Linked DNA regions of Zea mays: region 1 is linked to region 2. Evidence: chromatin contacts called from public Hi-C data. All regions are on one chromosome and are shown on one strand. The core of a region is the stretch at or near the end of the contact, and the rest is flanking DNA. Distances in the headings are between cores, read along the strand shown. Region 1 holds the start of LOC100273645 (60S ribosomal protein L13). Region 2 holds the start of LOC109945306 (auxin-responsive protein SAUR50).

The links. Hi-C and Micro-C count contacts between places; a contact is called where the count stands out from the background.
Region 1: a contact with region 2 is called in a Hi-C map of leaf mesophyll, with 5 times the contacts expected there. The contact joins the promoter of LOC100273645 here to the promoter of LOC109945306 in region 2. A contact is called at or near these places in 2 of 25 Hi-C or Micro-C datasets (ear and leaf mesophyll).

Annotation. Positions count from the first base shown.
Region 1 is chr3:160,751,438-160,755,988 of Zm-B73-REFERENCE-NAM-5.0, forward strand. LOC100273645 (60S ribosomal protein L13) reads right to left here and starts at 2,536. Exons shown (of 5, transcript NM_001161720.1): 1 at 2,489-2,536; 2 at 1,998-2,131; 3 at 1,321-1,454; 4 at 906-1,064; 5 at 373-804. The coding sequence starts at 2,106. The coding sequence ends at 580.
Region 2 is chr3:160,000,420-160,004,949 of Zm-B73-REFERENCE-NAM-5.0, forward strand. LOC109945306 (auxin-responsive protein SAUR50) reads left to right here and starts at 1,746. Exons shown (of 1, transcript XM_020551148.1): 1 at 1,746-2,670. The coding sequence starts at 2,025. The coding sequence ends at 2,486.

The sequences.
Region 1 (4,551 bases), core at 1,286-3,785, 750 kb after region 2:
TGACTAAAGTAATCCCTAAACTGCTAAAGTATGACTAAAATTTAGAAGTGACTAAAGAACCAAACACTCTAAATTAAATTGAACGTATGCTCTTAGAAGATACTACCACCGTTCTACAATACCATTACAACTCTTAGTGAAGGTATCTAAGCTCACAAGATACCATACAAATCATATAGCTCTCGCAAGATACCATAAACTCATATAGCTATCGCGCTTGTGGAAAACACGAGACAACTGCGAACACACGAACGAGAGACCTTCTCGCAGAAAGAGAGTATACCGTTTGAGCCTTTGGGGCATCCACTGGAGACTGGAGATAGCCATGGCCGCAGCAGGAACATTTAAGATGCTATATAAATTCAAAACATTAAGGCAGAATCGTGCGTCGCCAAGAATTCATTAACCCATTAGATAGCTGAGTTCGCAAACAAATACAAGGTATCAAACAGTAGGACACCAAAATATTTGACTGGTCTCTATTTCCAGCACCCAAAAAAAACTTGGAACAAGCACTTGATGGAAGTAGCATCTCGCTATGACTGAACAGAACAAAACAGGCTACAAAGTTTGGCTGCTTCACTTCTTGTCTTCCTTCTCTGCCTCAGCTGCCTTCTTCTGGCGGGCACCGAGGTGCTTCTTGTTCATCCGCTCAAGGCGGAGCTTGCCATAGGCCGCAAACGCCTTCATCTCATCTGTGACCTTCACAACCTCTACAGAGCGCTTCTCACCGCGAGTAATTGGCATGTAGTCACCCTGTACCTGGGTAGCAGTGGTAAGCTCCTCCAGAGTAGAGTCACCAGCCTGCAACAAAAGTAGGTGATAAGGGATTTTGAGATCAAAGCAGCCAGAGACAATGCCTTCAAGAGATACTTAATTGTTCAGGAAAAGATGACTACTCATACCTTGACCTTGCGAGCACGCCTTGGGAAGATAACCAGCTTGGCCTTGTATGTCTTAAGCCTCTGGACATTGGCCTGCAGCCCCTCAAGGGATTTGTTCTTGCGGCGGTGATCCACAGAAATGCCAATGGTTGGAGCAAGCCTTTTTGGAATGCCCGCAGCCTGCAATCAACATAGTTACTTCTAATATCAAGATAACACAAGGTAATTCAACAAGTAGAAAAGGAACAGCAAAAATTAAACACCATGAGATAGCAAAATTTATAAACATTAGAAAATTTGTGGTCATGCAAAAGACAGCATATCAGCCTCTATACAGCGGTTCACACAAAAATAGCATGTGGCATACATACAACAGCAATTCATTTGATATGAGAACAACAAAACAAACATGGCTCAAGAGCAAACAATGCATCACCTTCAACTCCTCAAGGGTAAAGCCTCTCCCAGCCCTTGACTTCATGTTGTACTTGAGAGTCTGGCATTGAACAATGGGACGAAGAGGGCCAGCAGTTGGTCGTGGGAATATCTTCACAGCCTTCTTTTGACGTGCTGCACAGAGAACATAGCAGGGTAAATTATACGCTTGTCAGCAGGTGCAATAGGGGGGAAATCATACATAACAAGTAAATCAATGAAAGCAATTGTTGAGTAAAGCAAGTGAACTTTTAGTTTGGTTACTTCATCGATAGCATAAAGGGAAAACAATGCACTGCAAATCAGATACAAGCATAGCAAACCCGATTAGCATATTCACCCGGACACCCGGTAGGTGGTGGCTTGGGAGCTATCCAGGCTTAGCTAGTGCAGGCCGCCAGGCCTGAATACTAGGTGGTGTCATGGTACAAACAAGGAACAGCCAACTGGTGTTACAGTTTAAAGGATGAACAAACTAGTGTTAAAACTAACTTATTTAGCAAGCCAATACGAAACCAAACATACTAGATTGCAACAAACTAAACCTTGCACTGGTTCATTATCGATGGGGATGAGGCAATTGCAATGGGCAGGACAAGTGACCTGTTTATTAGCTAGTTTGAATTCAACAAGCACGCGAAATGTTGTAGGTAGGCTAAAAAATGGCGATGAGCTCACCGATGCGGCGCCTCTGCTTGCGGGCGGGCTGGTTGAACCATGTCTTGACATAGTTCTGCCAGTGCTTCTTGAAGTGCCCGTTGGGGATGACGTTGTTGTGCTTCACCATTTCGCCCTCTTTCTCTCCTTCTTACCTGTACACATCAACAACGCAACAGTGACGGCATCAGCAGAGACGAGCAACGAGCACACCACGGGAACAAGAATCAACGAGCTGCCGCCAGCTCCACCCTATGCTCTCGTTAGCAGCGCCTCGAGCAAGTTGCAACACCAATGCACACAAACGCATCGAGAGCACACCAGATCCTATGGTCAGCGCTAGGAAACGGATCAAGAGGAACCCAGAGCCGTCGCGCAGCAAGATCCGCGTGCGCATCCCACAGGCCACGGCTAAGCAGTCGATTAACAACCGAGATCAGACGGGCAACGAACCCACACGCAGCACAGAACGAAGCCCAGGAGGTAGGAAGCCGACGAGCAAAAGGTCTTACCTGTAGAGGAGATGCGGCAGCGGCGCGAGGAGTGGAGGCGGAGCGGGGTGTCCAGCGGAGGCGGGGTTTTGCGCTAGGGTTGGGTGCTTATAGGGGTCGGAGGAGAGGAGGCGCGAGCCCTAGCTTGGACGGCCGAGATCTCACCATTCTGGTGACGGAATTGATGGGCCGTTGAGTGGGCGGATCTCATCGGGCCTTTCTAATGGACAAGTGAAAATATTTCCATGAGGTGGGCCTCTACGTCCCCGTTCCGTTCCATGCTGTTTGGGCCGTAGGTGCACGTTTCATATTTAGGGAGAAAATTGTCGTGTTTTCTGATTTAAACATAAATAAATATGATTTTTAAATGGTCTTTTACTTTTTTATAAACATAAAACCATCTTAAATTTACCTACTCGAAGGGTAAACTTTCATGTGTTAAAAGTTTGATGAACAAAATATATACGGTTTTAGAATTACGTGACCGAAAACAAACAATGGCCGACTATCGAGTTGAAATATAGTCCATGAGTTCACAAATATATTTTGTCGTTGACTTTAAAAAACTTTAATTACTTATCTTATTTAAAAAAATCGTGAGTTGTTGTTTATTTTTTTATAATTTATTTTTATCATTGGAGGTCATTTGAACATGACTTAAAATGTTACATTTTTGAATAAATATTTTGAATAAGATGAGTGGTGAAAGTTTTTTTAGAAAAAAGGTCAATATTATCATATATTTGTAAAAGGAGGTAGTATTCTTTGTTGTTGTGGATTAGGACCGCTATTGTATATGTACGGGTTGTTTGTTGGTGCATATTTTCCCTTTCATGGCGTGACAGGGCTTTGTATGGTGTGCAAGAGGATTCTTCCACATGAATCCTCTTCAATTCTCTGGTCACCAAACCCGTTCTTAAAATTACTGAGCAAAAGTATGGTCTCATCTCTTGAAGATGCATTTGCCGGTAAGCAAGAGCGGAGGCGTTGCTCGAGCAACACCTTGTCCCAGCCCAACTAGAGACCCACAGTAAAAAAAACTAATTTCTAAGTCCTAACCCTACTATTTGGGCAAGACCGATGCACGCATAACGCACCCGCTTTCGACCGTCGACGCCAGCATCTAAGCTCTGTCGGTCGTCTGTCGTTGTCATGTCCCTGTTCCACCAGGTGCCAACTCCAATCTCCCTGTTTCACCGAGCTCGAGCTCCGGACCACCCACGCCTAGGCCGACTCGGCTTCGACGACGCCTCCTAGTCCCAGGTCGCCTGTCTGCCTAGCCAGGCGAGCTCCACCACAGCTCCTTGACAGCCGGCAAGATGAGGTGCTCCCCGCGAGCCATCGTGCCGCCCGAGCTCCTCCTCGCAGATCCGCCCCGCGCTGCAACAACCCAACAACAAGTATTGGCTTCCGTCGTGGACATGGTGATGTGGTACATCGTATCTCATCGCCTCTTCTCCTACATCGCCCTCCATGTCTCTTTTTTCAATTGTTTAACAAATTTTACCTCAATTTGCTATTAATAACACATTTCTCTTATTTAAAAATGAATCCGTGGAAATGTATATTCTTATTTCAATTGTTTAACAAATTTTACCTCAATTTGCTATTAATAACACATTTCTCTTTTTTCAGATTCATTCGCTATACAACATTTAGTTATAAATGGATTATGATCATGATGACTCTGGAATAAGGTAATAGTAAATTTTATTTCGCCGTTATGTCAGCAACATCTTAATTTTAATGTGTCCTCCACCACTATCGGTAAGTGAGAGCACCTAGAGGGGGAGGTGAATAGGTGATCCTGTAAAACTTAAAACTTAAGCCACAAAAACTTGGTTAAGTGTTAGCACAATAATTGCCAAGTGGCTAGAGAGAAGTCAAAACGCAATAACCACAACAGATCAAAACACAGAGATGGCACGGTGGTTATCCCGTGGTTCGGCCAAGACCAACGCTTGTCTACTCCACGTTGTGGCGTCCCAACGGACGAGGGTTGCAATCAACCCCTCTCAAGCGGTCCAAAGACCCACTTGAATACCACAGTGTTTTGCTTGCTTTTCTTTATCCCGTTTGCGAGG
Region 2 (4,530 bases), core at 496-2,995:
GCAAATAACATTTTGTGAGATGTTTTGCATGAGAAAACTGCACCTGCGCGCGGCTACCTCTATGATCGAATCAAGTTAGTCAATTTGCATGTCTAAAGATTTGATTGACAAGCAAGACGTATGTGAAGATGGAGTTATATACACGCAAGTTAAAAGACGATGATTCATATTTTGGTCTTCAAGAAGATCATATGTCTACGCTAAGGAGCTAGATCATGACGAGGAGGATTTAAGTATTATTCCTTTGTGCACTTTGCCTGGTTTTGCAAAGAAGATGCGCATATATATAGTCATGAGACTATAAAACTAGATGGACTTTTCGAGGCTTCGTATGCCGAGGAATTAAAAGACAAAACAAATGATGTCTTTTCAAGGTTTTGCTTTTCAATGGAGAAGCCTCGCCTCTATTTACGGGAGGACAGAAAAATAAACCAAACAATAACAATATAGAAAAAAATCTTACAATCCTTACAAAGGCCATTCAAAAACCATGAAGCAAGACAGATAAATTCTGCAGGTACTGCAAGGAAGACAATCATATCATTGATTGATGCTGCTACTCCGTTTCATATATGCATTCATAGAGATTGATTTGTCACCTATGATCTCCTCCTCTAAAATGTGGGGCTTTTGCATTGTTATTAGATCGGGTGATGACAGACCTCGCACTTGATTTTCGTTGGAACTGAACCTATTCAAATTAAAATTCAAAGATGACGATCGATGCATGCACATATCTACAGTTGTTGTGGTATGATCTGCAACCGTAGTTTTCACAGAAGCGCCAACCCAAATCTGTATCTGTCTACAGTTGTGTTATTTATTCAACGCAGGCGCTGTATGCAGTCTCGGCACGCTTTCGTGTTCCAAGCTAGCAGGCGCCAGGGCCATCATGCCATGCAGCATGGCTCAAGGGGTTATTTGACAATTCAAACAGAAGCTGCCGGCAGTTATTCCGGCCGCCGCCGGTCACCATGCATTAATAATAATACCTAAATAAAAGGGAGAAGTTTGAAAAAAAAGAAGATGAACAATCGTTTTTCCTTCAGCGGCACGAAGACGGCAGTCTTCCGTTTCGTACATACATACATTAGCGTGTTAGAAAAATCAACAAAGAAGCAGCAATATACGTACAGAGAGGCATTTCAAAATTCATTACGAATTCACAACCAGCTGGAATACTTATCTTTCCTACGATTCTAGGGCACGACGACCGTGTTCCTACACAGGCGGCGGGACCATGTTATTGAGGTGTGTATGTTCTAATTAGTTTAATTCAAAAGCCTAAGCAGCTGCTGACAGAGAAATTAACAGTGTGTGAATTAAATAGAAAAGCATCGTTAGTTCATGTAGCAGGCAGTGCTTCCTCCACATACATGGCATTGGCAAGCAGAGGGGTTGACCACTGGAGATAGCATAGATCTCACACAATTATTGAGCGATGTCTGTGCTCCTTCAACGCCTCCAAAACAAAATGTGCAGCGCAGCACCGTACCCCTGCATACGTACCTGTGCTATTCTCAAATTTCTTATATATATATATATATATATATATATATATATATATATATATATATATATATATATATATATATATATATATATATATATATATATATATATATATATATATATATATATATATATATATATATATATATATGCAAAATTTGTTTTCTCAGCGTACGTCTCTGTTTCCTTCTTCCTATATGGCCTGCTGTGTGTTTGTCCTCCTCCTCTCACACCAAGAAATCAAGAAAATGTGCGTCAAGTAGAGAAGCTGGCTGCCTATAGAGAAGCAGACAGCTAGCTAGATACCTGCTGCTAGTGCCCATTATCCTGCACATCACTATTACCCTGGACTGGAGCATGCATGCATATGCAATAGCAGGCTAGCTGCTGGTTACTGCCCTCCTCCTCGACCGTGTCTCCTTAAGTCCTTATAACCTCACCTCACCTGGCCTCGTCTCAGCTCAGCTCTGTCCGAAGCAGCAGCAGCAGCTTTTCTTGCACTCATCCAGCATATGGCGGCCACGGTGATGACGACAACGACGAGCAAGGCAGGGAGAAAGAGCCTGATCTCAAGAACCCTGCAGCGGTGCAAGTCCGGGCTGAGCGCCGGTGGCGGCGGCTCATGCGGCCGGTCGTCAACATCGTCGCCGCCGGGGTGCTTCTCGGTGTACGTGGGCGCCGAGCGAGAGCGGTTCGTGGTGCGCGCCGAGTGCGCCAACCACCCTCTGTTCCGGCGCCTCCTGGACGACACGGAGCGCGAGTACGGGTACGCGGCGCAGGGCCCGCTCGCGCTGCCCGGCTGCGACGTCGACTCCTTCCTCGACGTGCTGTGGCAGATGGAGCGCGCTGACGGCGCCAACGAGGAGGTCGCCGCGGCCTCCTCGCCGATGTGCGGCCTGCACAGCGGCAGCAAGGGCCGCGCTGCCGGGTACCGGATGCTGTCGTCGCCGCCGATGGTTGGCAGGAGGAGGTGAGAGAGAGCAGAAAGACAAGGATTACCTACTAACAAACACATCATGATTAGTGAGCTAATGGTGCTGTAGGAATTCTGGTACGTAGCGTAGTACTAGTTCTCTACTGCTAATCTGCTATGACGACTAAGTGTCATCCATAGCAGAATCGTTGGCTTTCTGCTCATGATCATACTATGTTCATGCATGTGTATGCTGTGTGTGACTGTGAGCCCTAGCTCATCGATCCAGTTGGATCGATCAACTATAGAAATCGTGGACTCTAAAGTTTAGTCGTCATTTCAATTAGTCTCAGGTAATACAGGTTTCTGTATACACTATATATATATATATATATATATATATATATATATATATATATATATATATATATATATATATATATATATATATATATATATATATATATATATATATATATATATATATATACACACACACACACGGCGGCACTAAAATGCACCTGGGTGCATTCTCTATATTGAATGCACCCACCTGCAATAACACCCCCGAGCACGCCTCGGCCCTCCTGTATGCGCGCCTCCCTGCCCCCCGCCGCCGCGCGCCTCCCTGCCCCCGCCGCCGCGCGCCTCCCTCTCCCCCACCGCCGTCGAGCGCCTCCCTGTCCCCGCGTCGCCGCGTGCCTCCATGTCCCCGCGCCGCCGCGCGCCTCTCTGTCAGCGCGCCTCCCTGTCCCCCGCATTAGGTGTGATTGCAACTGCTGTATATTTCTACCCAAATATCTGTTAAAAAATGTAAACAAAATGATTGTAACTGCTGGTGTGTTGTAATTGCAACTGCTGGTATGGTGTAGATGCAACTGCTGAGTTGCTCTGATGTGATTGCAAGTACTGAATAACTCTGGAAAATTTTGTTAAAAAATATGATTGCAACTGCTGGTCTGGTGTAATTGCAACTGCTGGTCTGGTGTGATTGCAACTTCTATATAACTATGTCCAAAAATCTGTTAAACAAACAATGATTGCAACTGCTGTCTAGTGTAATTGCAACTGCTGGTCTAGTGTGATTGCAACTTCTTTATAACTATGTCCAAAAATCTGTTAAACAAACAATGATTGCAACTGCTGTCTGGTGTAATTGCAACTGCTGGTCTGGTGTGATTGCAACTTCTATATAACTATGTCCAAAAAACTGTTAAACAAATAATGATTGCAACTGATGTCTGGTGTGATTGCAACTGCTTTCTGGTGTAATTGCAACTGCTGGTCTGGTGTGATTGCAACTTCTATATAACTATGTCCAAAAAACTGTTAAACAAATAATGATTGCAACTGATGTCTGGTGTGATTGCAACTGCTTTCTGGTGTAATTGCAACTGCTGGTCTGGTGTGATTGCAACTTTTATATAACTATGTACAAAAATCTCTTAAACAAAACAATGATTGCAACTGTTGGTCTGGTGTAATTGCAACTGCTGGTCTGGTGTGATTGCAACTGCTGGTCTGGTGTGATTGCAACTTATGTGAAGAGGTTGAGCCGTTCGTGGAGAAAGAGGGGCGTGAGCGGGAAAGTGAAAAGGTTCTGTCGGGAGCGTGCGGGAGCGACGAAGATGTGCGAGAGGGACGAAGACGGCCTGAGTGGGACGGTTGGCTCGGACCTGGCGCGTAGGTTCGGCCTGGGTGCATTCTCTATATTGAATGCACCCAGGTGTAATATATAAATACAATATATATATATATATAGTCGAAAGTTCTAACTATATAGGTGCTTGTGGTTAATCGAAATGCCAGCAAGGGAATTAACTTGTGTCATGCTGTTGCCCTTAGCTCTCTTTCTTTCTTTCTTTCTTGTGAAACACATTATAAAACATACAAGTTCACATTAGCTTATCTCTACAATTAACAAACATATACATGCATATTGTACTCTCTCTAAGTAGATTTTGGTATTGACAAAATAACCATATATGTCTTGTTATTAATGAGCATGTCGTCTACCATTAAAAAAAATAGAACCATAAGTCCAAGGACTTGAAAATATATTCCCCCCCTATCGATAAAGCAAACTATATAGAGGTTATCTTTCT